Regions from separate parts of the Mus musculus genome. Here region 2 is linked to region 1. The links are chromatin contacts, called in public HiChIP or PLAC-seq maps. All regions are on one chromosome and are shown on one strand. The core of a region is the stretch at or near the end of the contact, and the rest is flanking DNA. Distances in the headings are between cores, read along the strand shown.

What was found. HiChIP or PLAC-seq counts read pairs in DNA pulled down with a chosen protein or histone mark.
Region 2: an H3K27ac HiChIP or PLAC-seq map of embryonic stem cells shows a contact between it and region 1, with 8 read pairs. The contact joins two enhancer-like sites. A contact is called at or near these places in 2 of 115 datasets of contacts at active chromatin or transcription factors (bone marrow-derived macrophages and embryonic stem cells).

What each region holds. Positions count from the first base shown.
Region 1 is chr11:22,618,297-22,624,390 of GRCm38.p6, reverse strand. Gm12052 (predicted gene 12052) reads right to left here. Exons shown (of 5, transcript NR_166746.1): 5 at 5,899-6,070. Among named protein-coding and RNA genes, the nearest start is that of Gm12052, 9.6 kb to the right of the region's middle. Within about 2 kb of position 2,285, at least 39 of the 459 cell types and tissues checked have an H3K27ac peak or open chromatin away from gene starts, as enhancers often do. A contact at or near this core is called in embryonic stem cells, where this site is marked.
Region 2 is chr11:23,207,565-23,213,464 of GRCm38.p6, reverse strand. No RefSeq gene overlaps it. Among named protein-coding and RNA genes, the nearest start is that of Xpo1, 46 kb to the left of the region's middle. Within about 2 kb of position 2,079, at least 106 of the 459 cell types and tissues checked have an H3K27ac peak or open chromatin away from gene starts, as enhancers often do. A contact at or near this core is called in embryonic stem cells, where this site is marked.

The sequences.
Region 1 (6,094 bases), core at 1,036-3,535:
TATCTCTAGAGCTGTGATGTCCTGTACCACCTTCGGACTCTGCCAGATAGAAGGCAGATGTAGCCTCTTGACCTTGGACCAGAACAGTGAGTCAAAATAAATAAAGATCTTTTCTTGATTACATTGTAAAGTTGACATTATGGAACTTACATGCATATATGTTCTTAAACTTCATTGTTAGTGCTCTCACCCCACTGCCCTCCTCCTTCCTTCTGTCCTTCTGTTACCTTTCTTCCTCCCCAGAGAGTCCTTCCTTCTCCTTTCGCATCTCACACATTTCACATCCCATACGTCTCAAGCTCTTGATGAGCTGGTTCAGTGGATACAGGCACTGCTTCGGAGGCTGACGGTCTGATCTACAGGATAAAAGGAGAGAATGACTCCCACAAGTGTTATCTGATCTCCAGATGTGTGTCACCATGCATGATGACACATGAACACACTTGCACACACCTGGAGGACCAGCTTCTGGTCCATGATGTTTCATAGTCTTCATTGTGACAGTTATGCTCAACTCTCAGCCCAAGGAAACGTTTACTCCTAACTCATCCATTCATGCAACACACTCATTACATTTCCATTATGGGGTCACCACTGTTCTAGACACTGCAAATTCAAGGGCAAACCTAAACTGCAAATCCCTTCCCTTGTGGATTTCAGTGGAGTGAGAGAGACAAGGTAAAGGGTTGAATCGATGGGTTGATGTGCTACATGTGGAAAATCACAGAGTAAAGCGTGTACGAAGAGTACAGCCTTTCAGAGGCTGTGAGGGAAGGCTTCAGTGAGAAGACGTGGAGAGAGTCACTGGGGAGAAAGGCTTCCAGGTGACAGGGAAGCCTGGGACAGGGCTGTACCCGGTGTGCTTAGGGACTAACACAGAGATGAGCAAGAGAGGAGAAGGGTGGTAGTGGAATCTAGTGACAATCTGGAGAGTGGGGGCCTGGCCATTGGACAGTGGTCTGACAAACCTAGTTCTTCTGAATGACACCAGCCACTGCTGCATCCTCGATGTCATGCATGCTCCTCGCCCACGGATAGCATGACCCTTTACATGCTTAGGAATTGCTAGAATTTTCCTACAAAACACGAGCAGGCCAGCTTCCAGATAACATGTTAGTGCCTTTGGCCACAAACACCTAAGCAAACACTTCCCGACGGCTCCAGATTTTGGAACACATGGGAAAATAATGTGCTAGAGAACTCTGCCACTCTGATTTTCTTTTGCAAGCCCTAGTTTTAGAGCATGTCCTTGGGATGGGGCTCCTGACTGATCACAGTAGACAGACAGGAGTTAGCCAGAGCGTGCAGTTGTTCCTCAGGTTCTCTTGTGACTCTAGATTTTTTTTTTAATAGTGTTTTGCCAAATATAATATCAAGAAAGGACTTGCGCTAGAAAGTTGATAATTGATGTGGACTTCTGAGTCAGCCTAGAGCGATGGTTCCCTCATCCCTTTCAGGAAGTTTCTACTAATCGTGGGCAGCTTCTCCTGCTGTTATAAAACTGCCATGTGACAAAAGGCAGATAGATCACCTGTGGAGACATTTACTTCCTGTCTCACGGTCTCGTGATCTTGACACCTCCCTTATGATCTTGCTAAGAAGAGGGCTGGACCAGAGGTTGAGGCATTGTCTAGATCTCAGGACTCACAGTGATGGGGTGACTGACTGAGGAACTGGGAACCTGCTCTGGAAAACGCACCCTCAGCACTTTTCTCTCCTCCCTGTGGGCCGGAGAGGGGCTCCCAGTTGCTTTCCCCTGCGTCTCCGGGTGCAGCTTACTCAGCTGTGCCTTTTAGTTTATGAAGAGATTCTGTCTTGATTTTCTTTTGGCCATTGTCTGTGCTTTTCTGCTATACACCTCAACCATAAACAGAAGAAACATGCACAGACACATGCAAACACACATGCCAGACATGTACATGCATGCACTTTCGAACACACACACACACATCTTTTTAAACTCTAGCCATTTGTCTCCTTAATATTTAAAAAGGGGTGATTCCATTCTCTGCCTACTTGGCATTTTGTGAGAGACTACTGGACTGTGTGGTTCCAGCCTGTGATATCCTTTCTATTGTTTGGTTGTGATAATAGGGTGACTGGTACACAGCAGAGCTTGCAGGGGCCTGTGTTTTATGAACATTATAGGAGAAAAAACTTGTAAAGTAGTTTGAACGAAAGAAAGTATCGAGGGCCCCAAGTTTCTGGAGGTGGGACCATGGCTTCTGAAGTGACAGGTAGGAGCCTGCTCTGTAGACAGAAGGCGTTTACTTGTCGAAGGAATCCGAGGAATGTTACCTCCCAAATGTAGCACTCTGGTATGTTGACTTGCTGATGAAAGGTACCTGGGTCAGCAGAGGCTGGAACAGGCTTTACTTTGAAAAGTAAAAAAAGTAAAAAAGTAGTCTCTGATCTACCTAATGATCAGGTTGGCCAAAGGATACAGCTGCCTTTGATTTCCTCCCACAGATGCTGCCAACCAGGGAAGGCCCAGGGACGTCATCACACTCAGACTTTGTCACAGGCTATTTATTGCCTGCAGCTTTGGCCCACACCAGAGAGATTAATTTACCTCTATTGTTTGTCTTTGGGACCTTCAGTTACCTTGAAAATTATTCACTACCTCTCAGGATGGCTAGATTCCCCGATTTCCCATGCCACTGAGGAAGCGTTCGTGAGTGATCCCCTTCTTGAGCTGCCCCTGTGCACAGCGTGTATCTCTGTGCTGCGTATTTGGTCATCTGTTCCAGTGTATCAAACCCTCATTTTGATTTTAGAGGGGTAGAGGGGACATTTTCCCTAGGAACTGCAACTGAGCTGGCTTTAAGGGCTTTGGAGACACAAGGCGGGCGACATAAGCTCTGACCTTGTGCCAGCAGCTTCCTGCGCAGCATCCAGACACTCCAGGGAGCAGCTTAGAAGGCCAACTGCAGCTAGGCAAGAGCTGGGTTGTTGTAGAAAATCATTTAAAATCTAAGCCCATGGTTTCAACCCCACCTTAAACCAACTAGTTCCCCAGTAAAAGTCGCACTCTCAGCCTTTATATTTACAATAAGCTCTAAATTCTTCATAGTCCTTTACTGCCAAGCCTGTGAAACCTAAACCCCACCTACTTCTCTACTGTCAAGCTATTGGCTGTTGGCATCTTTATTCACCAATCAGAATTAACTTGGGGTCATTAGGGCTATATGTAGATTCTAGGTGGGGGTGGTGGGGGTGGTGGTGGTCTGCACTTAACATTACAATACAAGCAACTTCAGGCTGGGTAGGCTAGAGACAGAAGAATGCAGGGTGGTGTCTCAACTGCTCCAGTTGGATACACCCAGGTATTTTAGATTGGGGTGAGGTCCCAGGCCTGCCTTGAAGAAGGCTCAAGAACCAGGCTAGATATAGTATTGCACGAACTACAGCATTAAGAGGCATGTACTGGCTTCCAGCTGGGGCTCTTGCCAAGGTAGGACGTGAACAATGTACAGTTCTGTTCCTTTGTCTCTCTGGATCATAAAGGACAGCATAGAGCCAAGTCTGGTGGCCCAGGCCTGTGATCCCTGACACAGGAAGATGGTCAACTCAAGCACAGCCTGAGCCTCAAAACAAAAAGTAAGAAATGTGGGAGGGTCTGGTCTGATTCCCAGTATCACAAAAAGATAAAATAGAGGCAGAGGCAGGTGGATTTCTGAGTTCAAGGACAGCCTGGTCTACAAAGTGAGTTGCAGGACAGCCAGGGCTATACAGAGAAACCCTGTCTCGAGAAACAAACAAACAAACAAACAAACAAACGAAAAAAAGAAAAGATAAAACAGAATGAATGAATGAAATAACAAAGTGAAGATAGCATTACACCAGTGGGTTGCTGGTGGGGGAAATCACTGCTACATTGATCTAAAAAAGAGTTGGGCTATTGCCCTGAAACCCATCTTGTTTGGCTTCCTGTCCTACTTAATGCTTTGGAATATTTTTTTTGAAGAGCCTCTCTTAAAGTATGATTTAAGGCTTACCACGGGATGAGTTGACTTTTTAAAATTGAAGTATAATTTTTGGACAGTAAGATGTATTTGCTCTAAGTGTCCTGTGTAATCACCACACAATCTGGTTTTAAAAGTCATCACCTCAGACTGACCCTCTGTCCCTTGTGGCTGGTCCCCAATCCTAGGCTCATCTCTGGTCTCAGGCAATGGGCCATCTTTCTGTCTCTGTGGATTTGCCTATTCTGTAACACCATTTTCATACAGAGCTGGCTGGCCTTGAAATCACAATGCCCCTGCCTCTGCTTCCTGATACCGGGTGTGTGCCACCAAGCCTGGCTAGGTTTGCATCTTAACAGGTTATGATAAGTGGAATCAAGTGACACTCAGTCCTCTGTGTACAGCGTCTTTCAGCCAGTGTGGTCTATGCATTCTGTATGAGATCTGTTCCTTTTGGTTTGTGGATAATAATCTACTCACATACATTGCATTTCCATGCACTGTTGACCATGGGTTCTGGGCTGTAGCTATTATGTACAAAGCATGTATATTCGTGTAGGTGGTTTTACATACATGTATTTAGTTATCTCAGTTGAATCCTTGTTGTGGACTGGATCTAATGCTATTTGTGTTAATTCAGTTTCCCAAATCACATGGGAACCTGTACGTCTGTCTGTAAGACTCTGAGGGTCCTTGCCCACAGTTGGCTGTAATTGGTAAATAAAGTTGCCAGTGGCCAGTGGCTGGACAGGGAGACAGAGGGGGGAACCTTAGATTTTCCCGGCAAGGGAACCATGGGGAAGCAGGAAAGTCATGCCTAAGAGCTGCAGGAGACGAAGTGTACAGCCATGTAAGCATCTGGGTAGTGACCCAGCTCCTGGCTGCTTAGGGCATATTAAAAATGAGGCTGTGTGTGTGTGTGTGTGTGTGTGTCTTTCATTCGTGAATCTAAAACATTTGGGCAGTGTCTTAGTCAGGGTTTCTATTCCTGCACAAACATCATGACCAAGAAGCAAATTGGGGAGGAAAGGGTTTATTCAGCTTACACTTCCATACTGCTGTTCATCACCAAGGAAGTCAGGACTGGAACTCAAGCAGGTCAGAAAGCAGGAGATGATGCAGAGGCCATGGAGGGATGTTACTTACTGGCTTGCTTCCCCTGGCTTGCTCAGCCTGCTCTCTTATAGAACCAAGACTACCAGCCCAGAGATGGTCCCACCCACAAGGGGCCTTTCCCCCTTGATCACTAATTGAGAAAATGCCTTACAGTTGGATCTCATGGAGGCATTTCCTCAACTGAAGCTCCTTTCTCGGTGATAACTCCAGGTGTGTCAAGTTGACACAAAACTAGCCAGTACAGGCAGGTATCGAGGAGTGCGCTGTGCGAGCACCCGCAGTGGAGTTTAGATCGAATGAACCTTCTAATGGCTTCAATCCCTGGCAGCTACTCCTGGGAACACAGTGCCGAGTGATCCGGTTATGTATGCTCAGTTTTAAAAGAAATTGCCAAGCTACTTTCCAGGTTGGGTATGCCATAGAGTCCCTCCAACAGTGTGTGCGGACTGGGCTTCTCCAAGTCATCAAAAAAGCAAAATAAACAAACAACAACAAACAAACAAGAAACTGCTTGCCCCTGTCACTTTGACTGTAGCTGCCCAGCAGGTGTGAAATCTGTTCTTCGTTGCTGTTGTTTGTTTGTTTGTTGCATGTCTACGGGCTAGTCTTTTTGATGTGTTCCTTGTCTTCTCTGCTACCCTATCTAAGAATTTGCCAGCAATATTTTAAAGCTCAGGAGATGGCAGATAAAACTCCCTGGGGATGGAAATGGGGTTTGTCTTGTTCATTAGCCACTTAATTCTAAGAACTCACTACTGAGTGGGAAGCAACACATTACCTCAGTGCTGCTGCTTTTTTAAAAAAGCTACAAACTCAATACCTCAAAACAGCACACATTTATTCTTTTAAAGTTCTTGACACCAGAGTTTGGAATTTCATTGGGTCCAAATCAGTCAGGGGAGACTCTGGGCACTGTAGAGGGAATCTGTTCTCTCCTGACTCTCTCCTTCTCTCCTCAGGTCCTCCTGCAAGATGGCTTGCCTTCTGTTCTGTAGTGAAATAAATATTCCTTT
Region 2 (5,900 bases), core at 830-3,329, 590 kb before region 1:
AGAGTGATCTATACAGTTGATCCAATTTGCTACTTTCTCCTGAGCATATGACGTATCGACAGTCATGCATTAACTAAAGGAGATTAAATAATAGCTTCTGAGTGCTTGGGACCAGAACTGTCGGTTCACACCTCCCCTTTGCAATGAGAACGTCATGATAAAATCAGGTGAGAGATCATATATGGTCATTGGCAGAACAGCAGCCCCAGATGAGGTGCCCACGTTAGAGAAATCCCGACTCTGACTTAGGCAAGGTAAAACACACTAGCGCTTTTCAGATGGAGATAAACAACAATCCAAACAACACAGAGTACTCTTTTGTTTTCCTGTGTACGTGTGTGGTGCAAACACTCATGTGCATTTGTATCTCCCTCAGTGTGTGCACATGGATGTGTAAGCCTGTGGAGGCCCAGGGTAGGTGTCAGGGGTGTCTTCAGTAGCTGTCCACCTCATTCATTGAGTCAGGGTCTCTCAAGTGAACCCAGAGCTCACTAACCAGCTTTGTGGGGGGTGTTCCCTATTTCTGCCTTCAGTGCTGGAATTACTGGTGTTTGTATGTGTTCTGAGATCCAAACTAATCCTCCTGTGTTCATGAATAGCACTTTAATGGAGTTGTCTCTCCAGTCCTGTATTGTAATTGCTTTGGTTTTGGGATGGAATCTCATTATGGAGCCTTCCCCGGCTTTGTAGATCAGGCTGGCCGGGGACTTACTGCTTAAGCCTCCCAAATGCCAGGCATGTATACTGAACCGAGCAACAGCAAATTTTTAGCTGGTGACCAGCCCTGGCACTTGGGGGAAACAGGTAGATGAGAAGTTCAAGGTCATCCTTAACTGTATAGAAAGAAGGTTTGAGACTAGACAGGATCTTGCTCTGCAGCTCTGGCCAGCCTGAATGCTGCAGAAACCTTCAGCCTTCTGCCTGCCAAGTACTGGGAGTGCAGAGTGCAGGTTTTTTGTTTTTGTTTTTAATTTATTTATTTATCTATTTTATATGTATGAGTATCCTGTAGCTATCTTCAGACACACCAGAAGAGGGCTTCAGATCCCAATACAGATGGTTGTGAGCCACCATGTATGTGGATGCTGGGAATTGAATTCAAGACATCTGGAAGAGCAGTCTGTGCTCTTAACCACTGAGCCATCTCTCCAGCCCCAGAGTGCAGGTCTAAGAGCAGCTTTCTCTATGAAAAGATTTTATGACATCACTGTTAAATTTGATCCCTATAGAAATTGTCAAGCTGGGCTGGTGAGATGGCTCAGTGGTTAAGAGCACTGACTGCTCTTCTGAAGGTCCTGAGTTCAAATCCCAGCAACCACATGGTGGCTCACAACCATCTGTAATGAAATCCGCCGCCCTCTTCTGGTGTATCTGAAGACAGCTACAGTGTACTTAGATATAATAATAAATAAATCTTAAAAAAAAAAAAAAGAGGGCTGGTGAGATGGCTCAGTGGGTAAGAGCACCCGACTGCTCTTCCGAAGGTCCAGAGTTCAAATCCCAGCAACCACATGGTGGCTCACAACCATCCGCAACAGGATCTGACTCCCTCTTCTGGAGTGTCTGAGGACAGCTACAGTGTACTTACATATATTAACAAAATAAATCTTTAAAAAAAAAAAAAAGAAAGAAAGAAAGAAATGGTCAAGCAAACACGGGAGTGTGGTGGCACACTGTCTGGAATCTCAGTGCTTGGGAAGAAGTCAAGAAATCAGGAAACTCAGGGTCGTCCTCGGGTACAGCAGGTTTCAGCCCAGCCCGGGCTATGTGAGATTCTAAGTAAAAGAAAAGAAAAGAAAAGAAAAGAAAAGAAAAGAGAAAAAAAAAAAACTAAATAAAAACAAAGAAAGAGACTAATTGAGATGGTGTTGTCGTCAGCGACCCCATCTCGCGGCAGTGAAGTTAGAAAGTGGGGCCTGAAGAAGCGCCTGGTCCTGGAGACGCTTCTCTTCCCTCAGCCACATTTAGAATTCACAGAAAATATTTAAAAGCCTCTGCGAGGTAACTTCTAATCCCCCATGCAGTTTTGAGCCAATCCCACCCTTGAGGCAGCCACGCCTCCCGGGAGCAGAGGTGGAGGGGCGCTATTGTTCTGGGTTTCCTTTCTTTGTCCACTCCCGCCCCTGCCTCCGCTGCCTGGCCACCTCAGCCTTCCCCCTCTGCTCGGGGCCTGGGTTTTCCCTGCTCAGCCCGTTAGTTCACAACTCACAGTGTTGCACCCGTTTTTAAACTTCCTTTTCTCCAAAAAGAGCATTTCTGTAGTTCCCAAGGACTGTTCCGTCTAAGAATAAACACTGGCATTCAAGCGGAGCGAAGGGATCTACTTATTGGGGCTTGTTTGTTTTGAGACAGAGTCTTACCCTGTAGCTGAGACTGGCCTGGAACTGGAGAGCCTTCTGCCTTCACCTGCAGAAGTACTGGGTTTACAGGTGTGTACCACCAAGCCAACTACAACACACTTCTGTCTGAGTCGTTGGCACACTCTGTAGAATAAAGCAACTAGTCATAGTAATTGGTTACTTAAAAATTTAAAATCAAACCCAGCATATCAGATGTACATATGAAATTTGGACACTGCCTCCAGCCCTCATCCCCTCACCCCCTACCCCCACCCCACCCCCCACCACACCCCGTGGCAGCTTCCTGAAGGCAAGGAACACTGGTGTCATGTGACACTGCCCACTCTGCTCCATTCTAAGGATTTTGATCAGTGCATAATTGTAGCCCAACAGCTCACAGTCCCTCCCCCACACCACAGTAGACTCAAAGTCAATACACACAATTAAGAGGTAAAATTGTATTATTACTTATATAAGGAGAGCATCAGGACTGATCCCAAAGAAGTGTCTCGGGAGGGAGCTTTCACTGGGAAGCGAATCAAATCCATACAGAAAAGTCTCTTCATGTAGAAGTAGACAGTTTTCTGAGCATGTAGTAAGACAACATGGTTTTTCACTTAACATACTGATTGTTTGTTTGTTTTGTTTGTTTGTTTGTTTTGTTTTTTTTTTAATTTAAAGGGGGGGGGATAGACTGGGTGGTGACAGATACCTTTAACCCAGTATATGGGAGTCTGACACAGGTGGATCTCTATGACATGTCTAAGGTCAGTCTGGTCTACATAGCAAGTTGCAGGCCAGCCAGAGTTACTTGGTGAGATCCTGTCTCAGAGGACTAGAATTTTGTTCCCTGTGTTCACATCAGGCGACTCATGGTTTCTGGCCTCCATGAGCACACATATGTGTGTATACATACACACATATGTGTATACATACACACTTACACATAGGCCAAGTGTTACATTTATAAACAGTCCTGATCAGTAAGTTACATTATATTGAAACAAAGTGCTACAACATAAACTTCGAAATGAAGGTTAAAGAAAAAAAAAAAAAAAGAATTAAGTTGGGAATTGAGGGTAGAGTGTTGACTCAGCAGTTAGGAGTGCTTGTTTCACAACCAGGAGGACTGGAGTTCTGATTCCAACAGCCACATAAAAAGCTGTGTGTTCAGTACGTACCCAGGTGTGAGTGGAGCTGGTACTGGAAGATCTCTGAGGGTGGCTGGCTTCCAGCCTAGCCCAGAGAATACGAGCTATAGGTTCAGGCAGAAACTCTGCCAAGAGGCAGGAGAGATGGCCGTGTGGTTAAGAGCACTGGGCCGTTTTCCCAAAGGACTTAGGTTTGAATCGCAACACCTACAAGGTGGTTCACAAACATCTGTAACTCTAGGTCTCGGGATTCTGATGCCTCCCTCTGGCTTTTGCAGTAATCAGGCACAGACACAGTAAACAGATACACATAAAGAAAAAATATTCCATAATAATTAAAAAAGGAATAAGCTGAGAATGATAGACAAGATACCTGATGCCTTCAGGTGTCTGTACCTGTATACACATGTGCACATACACTTACACAAACTCATACGCACATAGATAAATAAATAAATCATCTAAAAAAATAAAAGAAGGGCCGGGCAGTGGTCTCGCACACCTTTAATCCCAGGCAGAGGCAGGAGGATTTCTGAGTTTGAGGCCAACCTGGTCTACAGAGTGAGTTCCAGGACAGCCAGGGCTACACAGAGAAACCCTGTCTCGAAAAAAACAAAATAAATAAATAAATAAATAAATAAAGGTTTGAAGTGGAAATTTCTGGTTTCTTTGGAAATTCAATTGTGTCATATGATGTTTCCTGGGGCAGACAGGTGAAAGGAAGTTTAGAATATTGCAGCAGGCACATGTAAGACATGTTTTGCTGAAGTGGACATGGGATGTGACCCCACAGACGGTGGGAGGGGCTCTGACATTGGCTCACCTTGCTAGTTGTCACTGATGATGCTGTTGTATTGGTTCACCTGGCATCACTCTGCTGGTCTTCCCTTGGCATGACTTCATAGAGAGTAACTCACCAAAGAACTTCTGATGTTCTGGTGACTTCTTGTTCTTCTGCCACACAGGCCGCTTTACTGAGCCTCACGGTTTCTTCTGGCTGGAACTGCAGTTCATGCGTGGTGATTGCCGAGTGGATTGGAGTGCATCTGCTGATGATTTGTGTCTGTGCTTTGCTAAAGGACTTCAGACAACAAAGATTGGAATCACCCCCAAAGAACTGTTTCTATAAGAGGTCCACAACTCTGTTTCCTATCTTTCCCCATGACCTTTGCTGGGTGGTGGGCTAAAAGGGAGGTTGAAGCGTTTAAGAACCCTTATTAAAGTAGGTTTGGAAAAAATCAAAGCCTACAAAGGTTGTGATACAGTACAACAGATTTCTCCCTTCAGGAAGAAGAGGAAGGCTAGGAAGGTAGAAACTGGCAAAATTCTCCAAGGCTCTTCACTAACTATACATGGAATAAACAACTATTTAGGGAGTAGGCACTGACCAGTAGAACAGCAGAGAGCCAAGCTCTGGGACCAGAGAGCTACCATCAAGGCCTGCAAGGAGCTCCAGGCCTGAGGCTGCTATATCCTCAACTATTTTGGGGTGGACTTAGGTGATGTATCTGCTTTTTAAAAAAAAGATTTATGTTTATTTCTATGTGTGTGTGTGTGTAACTGTGCCGTGTGTGTAACTCTGTGCCGTATGCTGGTGCCCGAAGCGATCAGAAAAGAACATTAGATTCCCCTGAAGCTGGATGTGGGTGCTGGGGATTGAACTCCAGTCCTTTTCAAAGTCAGCATGAACTCTTACTGGCTCAACCATCCATCTCTCTAGCTGCTTCTTCTTTCCTCCCTCCCTCCCTCCCTCCCTCCCATCTCTCCCTTCCTTCCTTCCTTCCTTCCTTCCTTCTTTCCTTTATTTCTTCCTTTCTCTCTCTCTCTCTTTCTTTTTCTTTCTTCCTTCCCTTCTGTCTTAGTCAGGGTTTTTATTCCTGCACAAACATCATGACCAAGAAGCAGTTTGGGGAGGAAAGGATTTATTGGGCTTACACTTCCATACTGCTGTTCATCACCAAGGAAGTCAGGACTGGAACTCAAGCAGGGCAGGAAGCAGGAAGCAGGAGCTGATACAGAGGCCATGGAGGCACGTACCTTACTGGCTTGCTTTCCCTGGCTTGCTCAGCCTGCTCTCTTATAGAACCCAGACTACCAGCCCAGAGATGGTCCCACCCACAAGGGGCCTTTCCCCTTGATCACTAATTGAGAAAATGCCTTACAGTTGGATCTCATGAAGAAATTTCCCCAACTGAAGCTCCTTTCTCTGTGATAACTCCAGCTTGTGTCGAGTTGACACAAAACTAGCCAGTACACCTTCTCTTCTTCTTCTTCTTCTTCTTCTTCTTCTTCTTCTTCTTCTTCTTCTTCTTCTTCTTCTTCTTCTTCTTCTTCTTCTTCTTCTTCTTCTTCTTCTTCCTCTCCCTCCTCCTCTCCCTCCTCCTCTCTCCCTCCTCCTCTTCCTCTCCCT